Linked DNA regions of Mus musculus: region 1 is linked to region 2. The links are chromatin contacts, called in public promoter capture Hi-C maps. All regions are on one chromosome and are shown on one strand. The core of a region is the stretch at or near the end of the contact, and the rest is flanking DNA. Distances in the headings are between cores, read along the strand shown. Region 1 holds the start of Helb (helicase (DNA) B). Region 2 holds the start of Tbc1d15 (TBC1 domain family, member 15).

The links. Promoter capture Hi-C pulls out the DNA fragments that hold promoters and counts their contacts.
Region 1: a contact with region 2 is called in a promoter capture Hi-C map of pre-B cells. The contact joins the promoter of Helb here to the promoter of Tbc1d15 in region 2. A contact is called at or near these places in 1 of 39 promoter capture datasets (pre-B cells) and 1 of 484 Hi-C or Micro-C datasets (Th1 cells).

What each region holds. Positions count from the first base shown.
Region 1 is chr10:120,111,017-120,114,953 of GRCm38.p6, forward strand. It overlaps Helb (helicase (DNA) B), which reads right to left and starts at 1,949. Exons shown (of 13, transcript NM_080446.2): 1 at 1,669-1,949; 2 at 1-212. The coding sequence starts at 1,846.
Region 2 is chr10:115,248,749-115,252,884 of GRCm38.p6, forward strand. It overlaps Tbc1d15 (TBC1 domain family, member 15), which reads right to left and starts at 2,745. Exons shown (of 17, transcript NM_025706.3): 1 at 2,634-2,745. The coding sequence starts at 2,663.

The DNA of each region.
Region 1 (3,937 bases), core at 699-3,198, 4.9 Mb after region 2:
GTTGCATTCTTTAAGAAAAAGCGAACAGATTTGTTTTTGATCTGGTGGCGACATATCAACCTGTAGAAAGTATGCCGGAAAGCCTTGAACTTGATAGCTCCTGGATCGCTGGGGTTTCAGGACCTGGACCTTCACGCGCCACCACGGACCTTTGAGTGGGAAACGTCCGTACACGGTACATTTCTCTTTAGTATACTCATCAGGGATAGACACTAAATGAGAAGGGGAGATAACAGGAAATTTGTTATGATTTCCCTCGACATTTACCTCACTCTGATCCCCTCACACATACACACAGGCAGCACCCATACAGACATCTACCCGCTACCTGGAACACCTCACTCTGACTGACTCTGTCTACAACAGAATGCTGCTCCATCTGGGTGTTGCTGAAGTAGGCACAATTCAAGCCATGAATCTGATTCTTCTAAATCCAGTCTCCCTATTACCGCCGCCTTAGCCAGTATCAGCCTTTATGTAGGTCTTAAAGAATTTTCCATGGTGCCTCCCTCTGCATGAAGTTACTCAGAGGTACATGCTGCTCCTGGCCAGTTCCTACAGTTACCACAGAGCTCAGCTCAGCGGACTTCTTTAGCAAAGCCGTGTCTGCATCTCATGAATGTCACTTCTCCAAGTGCTGTCTGGTACTAAGTACTAAGTTGGGGTTACTTCTCTGATTAAAGAATGTCTGCCTAGGTGCTATAGACATGATGGCTCAGCCAAGAGCACTGGCTGCTCTGCCAGAGGTCCTGAATTCAATTCCCAGCAACCACATGGTGGTTCGCAATCATCTATAATGGGATCTGATGCCCTCTTCTGGTATGCAGGTATAGATGCAGATAGAGCACTCATGTACACAAAATAAATAAATCTCAAAAAAAAAAAAAAACCAAAATGGCTGCTTAATTCACAAGTAGTATTTCCACTGAGACAGCAACTTCGCCATTTTCTCTCCCTGGCCTGTCCCAGTAGCAAATGCTTGGCCAGGATAGCCAGTTACACTTCCATCAACATGTAATCCTTTCTATTTAATTTCAAACACAGCCAAAGTTGTGTTTAAATTGCCAATGGTCAGTTGCCACACATGGTCCTGGTCAGCAGCTATTACTGTACTAGACCATGAAAATACAATGTGTGTGTGTGTGTGTGTGTGTATGAACATGTATGTGTGAATGTGTGGGCATGTATATGTATGTGTAAGTGTATGTGTGTAAATGTGTATGAGTGTGTTTATGTATGTGTGTATGTATATGTGTAAATCTGTGTGTATGTGAGTGTGTGTGTGTGTGTGTGTGTGGCCGTGTGTTTCCGCGCGCTTGCTCTTTTTCTCAAAGTTGCTTAACAGCAACTCCGTCTCTTATTCAGCCAGCGTGGTACAATAATTAAAGGATTCTGTTTCTGGGTGGGAATGAGGGTGCATCTATTTCCTCGACTGTAAAACTACCCCCAACTGTTAACTTTAAGCGAGACGATATATGAAAAAACCAAGCTTAACACAGTATGTGCTCTGAGTCATTACGACTATTACTACCACATCTAAGTACGGTGAAGCAGCCAGTCACACCACAGGTCTGTCTGTCAACAGTCAAGGACGCTGGGTGCCGGGCAGTGAGAATCGAAAATACTTCTTTGACCCCTGCCAACCCGGCCCGGCTGGCGCTGGCTCACCTCGCGCGCGCCCAGGGAGGCTGCCCGCCTTGATGCCCCCGCTGCAGAGTTCCTCGGCATCCACAAACTCCTCCTCCTGCTCCCCCTCCTCCTCCTGCGCACAATCCTCCTCCTCGTCGTCGCTCTTGTACGGGTGCAGAGGGCCCAGGAGCTCGCGCAGACGATCCTGCCTAGCCATTATCTCTTCGGCGAACTTGGCTCAAAACAACTCTACAAAACCTGGCGCGCGGTGTCCAAAACTGCAACCAATCAACTCGACCCGGGTAAGCCGGTCAGCTTCCGGGAACATCCAGGAGGCGGGCGGTATGGGGGCGTGGTCTGAGCGATGCTCCGCCCCAAAGGAGGAGACTGGTGACAGGCGGGACCAGCAGGCTGGGAGGTACCACGGCGGGCTGGCTGCTGACAGTTTCAGAACTGCTCTTTTTAGAGGTGCTGGGCGTTTCCTGCGGAGAAGGAGACGTGGTGAAAGGTCACGACTCTTGGGCGCAGAGAACCCCGGGAAAGCAGGGCATCCTCTGCCCGCTCTCTTAAAAAGAACACAGCAGAGGCCTCTAAAGACCTTGGGGCACTACCCAAAAGAGTGAATCTCCAATCCGGAGAGCGTGGTGGCGACGGCTAGGTGCCTCCTTACACGTAAAAGCGCCGCGGAGAAGTTGAATTTACATCATGTAGGGAGGGCATTTATCCAAGTAGATAACTAGGTCCCTTTGTATATATCCTCTGCATTGGGAGTTAAAGTTGTGATGTACTTTCTCATTTTTAATGCATGACCTGGGTTGTCCATTTTTATGCTTTTCCCGCTTTGGAAACCACTGGCTTTCTTTCCCGTTTATATACTACTCTCCTCGACTTCTTTTTGTTTTGTTTTGTTTTGTTTTGTTTTGTTTTGTTTTGTTTTGTTGTTTTTTCGAGATAGGGTTTCTCTGTGTAGCCCTGGCTGACCTGGAACACACTCTAGGTCCACCGCCCTAGTTCCTGTTTTCAGTAAAGCAAAAGGTGGGGACTTGTAGCCCAGAGAATATGCAGACTTGAGATAGAAAAAAAAAGAACAGCCGGGCTTGGTGGCGCATGCCTTTAATCCCAGCACTAGGGAGGCAGAGGCAGGCAGATTTCTGAGTTCGAGGCCAGCCTGGTCTACAAAGTGAGTTCCAGGACAGCCAGGGCTATACAGAGAAACCCTGTCTCGAAAGAAAAAAAGAAGAAAAGAAAAAAAAAAGAACAAAAGCTGAATACTGCGGCCGCGGTTCTCTAGATGGATAGTGTTTAAAAGTCGCGGTGCCCTTTAAGGGGCGCTATAAAATACTATTTTACTTTAAGGTTATTGTTTATTATGTAATTATCCTAACGTTAATCCTAAAAACTATGTTTTTATTAAACCCCAAAGCTGTGTTGCTGGTTTCTAATAAAGGCATTTGTCATACCCAAATGTCACGTGCATAGGATCAACCATAACGAATACGCACAGGCATCTTTCTTTTAGATTCCTTTTTTTTTCATGTGCGTGAGGTTTTTTTTTTTTTTTTTTTTTTTTGCTAGCATATGTGTCTGTGCACTCTGCATACCCAAAGCAAAACTTCCAGGCTGTATACTTAGTTGTCACGTGGGTGCTGGGAATGGACCTATCTCTGGAAGAGCAGTTAGAGCCATCTCTCTATCCCTCTCTATAGCATTTTCCCTAGTATCTGAGGAGGTCAGAAATCACCCCCCCCACAGATGTAGAGGGACTGTGGTATAATGTGTTTTGAGAAAAACTGAACTAATCTTCCCCTAAGGTATATTGGTAAATATTCCTGGGAGGAAAACTTTGTTTCCAAGGCTCTGCTACACAGTTTGAATTACTACCAGTAACCAACTGGAGACAATTGTCTTACTTAGTTGCCTATTTAACATATCAATGCTACCTGGCTGCCAGGTTCTCCCTGCATCCCTTAGCCCCAGCCAGTTACAGGATAAGGCTAGCACACCCCTCCCCTTGTCTTGAACGTCTCCAGCCCATGAGCTTTGCTTCCCTTCCCTGTATAATTCCGCCTTTTGTTTACCCTGTGCTCTCCATTGGCCACTTGGCCTGGGCCACCTTGGTGGGCCGCTCCTCTCTTGCTCGTTCTTCTCCCCCCACCACCGGCCTCTCAAGGTCCCGTTTAGTCTGCAGGCCATGTTCAGCCTGTACTCTTGTTCTGCCAGCTTCCCCGTATATCTACAATACAAATCTCCTCCTCACTTTAGGAGTAGCCACCTCCTTCTCCTTTTGCTTCTTATTCATTCACTTCCT
Region 2 (4,136 bases), core at 1,495-3,994:
CATTTAACAACTCCATGCTATATTTATACCACTCTATGAAACTGGGTAATGGGCACAAGGAAGCTAAGTAATTTTCCCAAAGTCATACAACTCAAGAAGCCGAGCCAGGTTTGATCCTAAGCAATTAGGACTATCTCCTTAATTGGTGCCATAGGATAAGGACATTTATTCAGCATCCAAACACGATGTCTTGGGCTACAAAGCTAGCACAGCTGTTAAAGGTTAGGCTCTCTACCAAAATGACAAAACTATGACTTCTAAAACACGGTATTTCTCAATACCCAAAATAAGAATGAAAAACAGATAGCTCCCACCCATACCAAAATACTATATCCTAGGTTTTAAGAATATCCAACCAATCAACTTCAGGGAAGCTGAGGAAGCAATGCCAGCACAGCACCCACTCCCAGTCAGGCCACACGGGGTGCATTTAGTAATGATCCCCAGAACCCCACATAAGGCCGGTACTGTTACCGTATTACAGAGGAAACAAAAGCAGAGACTGGCTGAAGTCACTAGAAAGTGGCTAGTTTATAAAAGAAAATCTGGCTCGACTCTACACTCTTAACCATTACCTGTCTTTTATTACTCTGAATAAAAAAGGTTAATTTCCTTAATCATTTCCAGGCCTTAGATGCAAAGAAAAGCATGGCCATCTGCAGTTTCTCTCCACGCTGACAATTAGAACTGGCAGCCTAGAGTTTGGTCCTTCGGTGTGGGTGGGGCTTGCCTTGCCCAGTTTAACTTATCACAATAATCTTGTGTCTTTGTTAACATCCACGGAGCAGCCGGTGGGAAACGCAGCCAGGTGCATCGCATGAAGCAGATAACCCTATATTCGCACAAGCTGTCTCTCTGCATATAAACTGCCGATCTAATCTCCGTACCTAGTGGTGGTTCCTAGCCCACTGTGAAGGTGTCACTGACAGAGCCTCCTGTAAAACAGCAGGGCAGACACCCACACACAGAAACGCCCCCGAAGACATCTAGGAAACAAACGTTTTCATAAAGGCTTTTCTAGATGAGCCCAGCGCGGTGTCAATCGCCAGTTCCCAACCTAACGCCCGCAACCATTAACCATCTGGGTAATTTTTCGAACAGGACCCCAAGCTCTGAGGACACAGCTGCAGAGCTCCTAGTGACAGTCACCTCAGTCAAATAAGGTGATGAAGCAAAGTCACAAAAGACAAGTTAAGCTTGGGCAGTCAGTCTGTGAACGGTACTAATGACTGTAGAAGGTGGGCAGCCCCTTAGGTCTCAGAACTGCTTTATCGAGGGTTCTTTTCAGAATCCATGCAAACTGGAAAAGAGAAGTGTAGTTTAAGTTGTGAAGATCTCATCTTGGAAAGTACCAGATTGGCCCAGCCCAAAACACCAAGATAAACTTTCTAATTTGTAATGAATCAAGAGATGACTAGCACTCATCTCAAATAAAAAAGACCAAAAATATTTTAAAAGGGCAAGGATATAAGTATACCCTAAAAGGATGCCCAACCAATTTTTCGAAAGAGCAAGACTACGTAACGTATAAGCGCTTCTGTTGCGTCTACCCCTAAGCACTCCAATACAGGATGCCCGGCATCCCTTCCGTTCTGCAGATAAAGACGAAGAACAGAGAAGCCTCAATTATCCAATTTCCCAAGGTCACAATTCAGATCTGCACCGAAGATAAGGCCGGTATTTGTTATTCCACAATCTAAATCTGCACAAACGCTGTCAAGTTCAAAACGAGGAGAAAAGCAGCGAAACATACTACGTGGAACTGAAGGAACAGCGGAAGCTATCTGCAACAAGTAAACAGGTCTTAGTGCTCTGAGTCATTACCAGCCGGTCACTGACGTTTGCGAAATAACTCGCCACTGGGAAACGCAGTCAGGTGCATCGCATGAAGCAGATAACCCTATATTCGCACAAGCTGTCTCTCTGCATATAAACTGCTAATCTAATCTAATCTCCGTACCTAATGGTGGTTCCTAGCCCACTGTGAGGGTGTCACTGACAGAGCCTCCTGTAAAACAGCAGGGCAGACACCCACACACAGAAACGCCCCCGAAGACATCTAGGAAACAAACGTTTTCATAAAGGCTTTTCTAGATGAGCCCAGCGCGGTGTCAATCGCCAGTTCCCAACCTAACGCCCGCAACCATTAACCATCTGGGTAATTTTTCGAACAGGACCCCAAGCTCTGAGGACAGAGTTGCAGAGCTCCTGGTCAGCTCCTCTGCATGGTGACTCGACGCCTTCCCCCAAAGACGACAGAGAGCCAAGCAAGCCAGGGTGGCCAAAGGCTTTTTACAAGAGAAGGTTTTACGGTCGGAAGGGCAGACGTAAAGAACCAGAGTCACAGGGGGAAGGAACGGATTCAGGGGTCCCCGAAAGGATCCGCGCTGCGGGGCAGAGCCGGGGACAAACGCCCAGGCCTGCACCGCCTGGGAGCAGGAACCGTCTAACCCCGCGCTCACCCAGCCAGCACCCCGGAGGGGCAGCTCGCACCCCGCGGAGCCCCTTCGCTGTCACACGCCGGTCTCCTCTGAAGCCGACCTGGCTCGCCTGCCCCTCGGCGGCCGCCCGCCCGCCCGCCAGCCGCAGGCCACCGGTCAGGAGCACCCGCACCAGCCGGTGCCGTTACTCACCTTCCCGCTCACAACACCCGCCGCCGCCATGTTCCCCCGCGCGTGCCTGGTGATGACGTAGCACAACCTCACGTGGCTCTCGGACTCACAACAACATCCGGTCGGGCTAAAATAACATCCGGGCGGGAAAGGGGCGGGGAGGAGCGGGAACAGCAGTTAGGCGCATGCGTGGTGAGGATGCTAAGAGGGTGGAGCCGTCGTGCCGTACTGCGCGTGCGCGTGCTTCCCCCACATTTTAAATAGAAGTCTACGGCTTTTGAAGTTTGCTCGGGCGTGGCACTTTTAACTTGGGGAACGGCTGGCGAGTCTCTTGGGTGTGATGGAAGGAGCACCTTGTTTAGACCCAGAACACGATGCCACAGCTTTCTTGCTTTAAATAAGTCACGGTAAAATTGGAATCGCCTTGAACATCAGCCCTGGAGCTAATACACGCAGAGACTTTTCCCCTTGATATTAGAGGATTCTGAACATGAGTATTGTTGCTGTCACTCACGCATGACCTTGAGCATGGTATTTTTATAGGAACTGTAGTTACTACAAGGCCCTTTATCGCTCCAGAGTTCAGGGTGCCTCCACAGCTTAGTGGTTATGATTTCAATTCCTAAAATTCACCCAAGCATCTGCATGTAAAGGATCATGTATGGCCATACGGATCTCCCCCATGTTTGGAAACAGATCGGTAAACTATTAAGTTCAAAATCTAATTCCTTCTCAGCGCAGCACCCTGAGACTTAGCTCCGGTACACAATAAAATTGACATCTTAGAGCAGTTAGCAATAGTTCTCCACCTACCTAATGCTGCGACCCTTTAATACAGTTTCTCATGTTTTGGTGCGGACCCCACCCCAACCAAAAAGTTGTTTTTGTTACTACTTCATAACTGTAACATTACTGCTATTATGAACCGTAAAGTATCTGTATTTTCCTATAGCCTTAAGAGACCCCTGTAAAAGTGTCGTTTCACCCACACAAGAGTCGTGCCTGCCCGCTGAGTTAGAGCCTTTTCAGGCTGCCTGAGGTAACAGCAGAAAAACGTGATCTGCAGGTTCTGTGAGTATCAGGAATCTAATCGGGGAGGGAGGTGCCTAAGTCTTACAGGAGAATGCATGCTTAGCCCCAGGAGGGACTCTGACCACCAAATATCAGAGATTCCAAGCAAGCCCTAGATCCCAGTGCCCAAGTTCTCACTGCTCGGTAAAGCAACGCATCTGCCAGCCATTAAGGAAGCAAGAGCGCAGTGAGTTGACAGCGAGAGAGCACAGGGGCTTATCAGTAGACCAGACTTCCCCAAGCCAACTGATTGTGGGTAGTAACCGGAGTCTGAATAATCAAAACTAGATTCTTCTGCTATCTCAGAAGGATGGAGTAATGTGGTTAAAGGAGAAACCTCACTATATTGTCAAAACTTAGCAGTGTCAGAATATAATGCTAAGTAATAGCAGTTACTCTACAACTTTTTGTAAATTTTAAAGAACTAATGTCTTAAATATCTAACATAATATA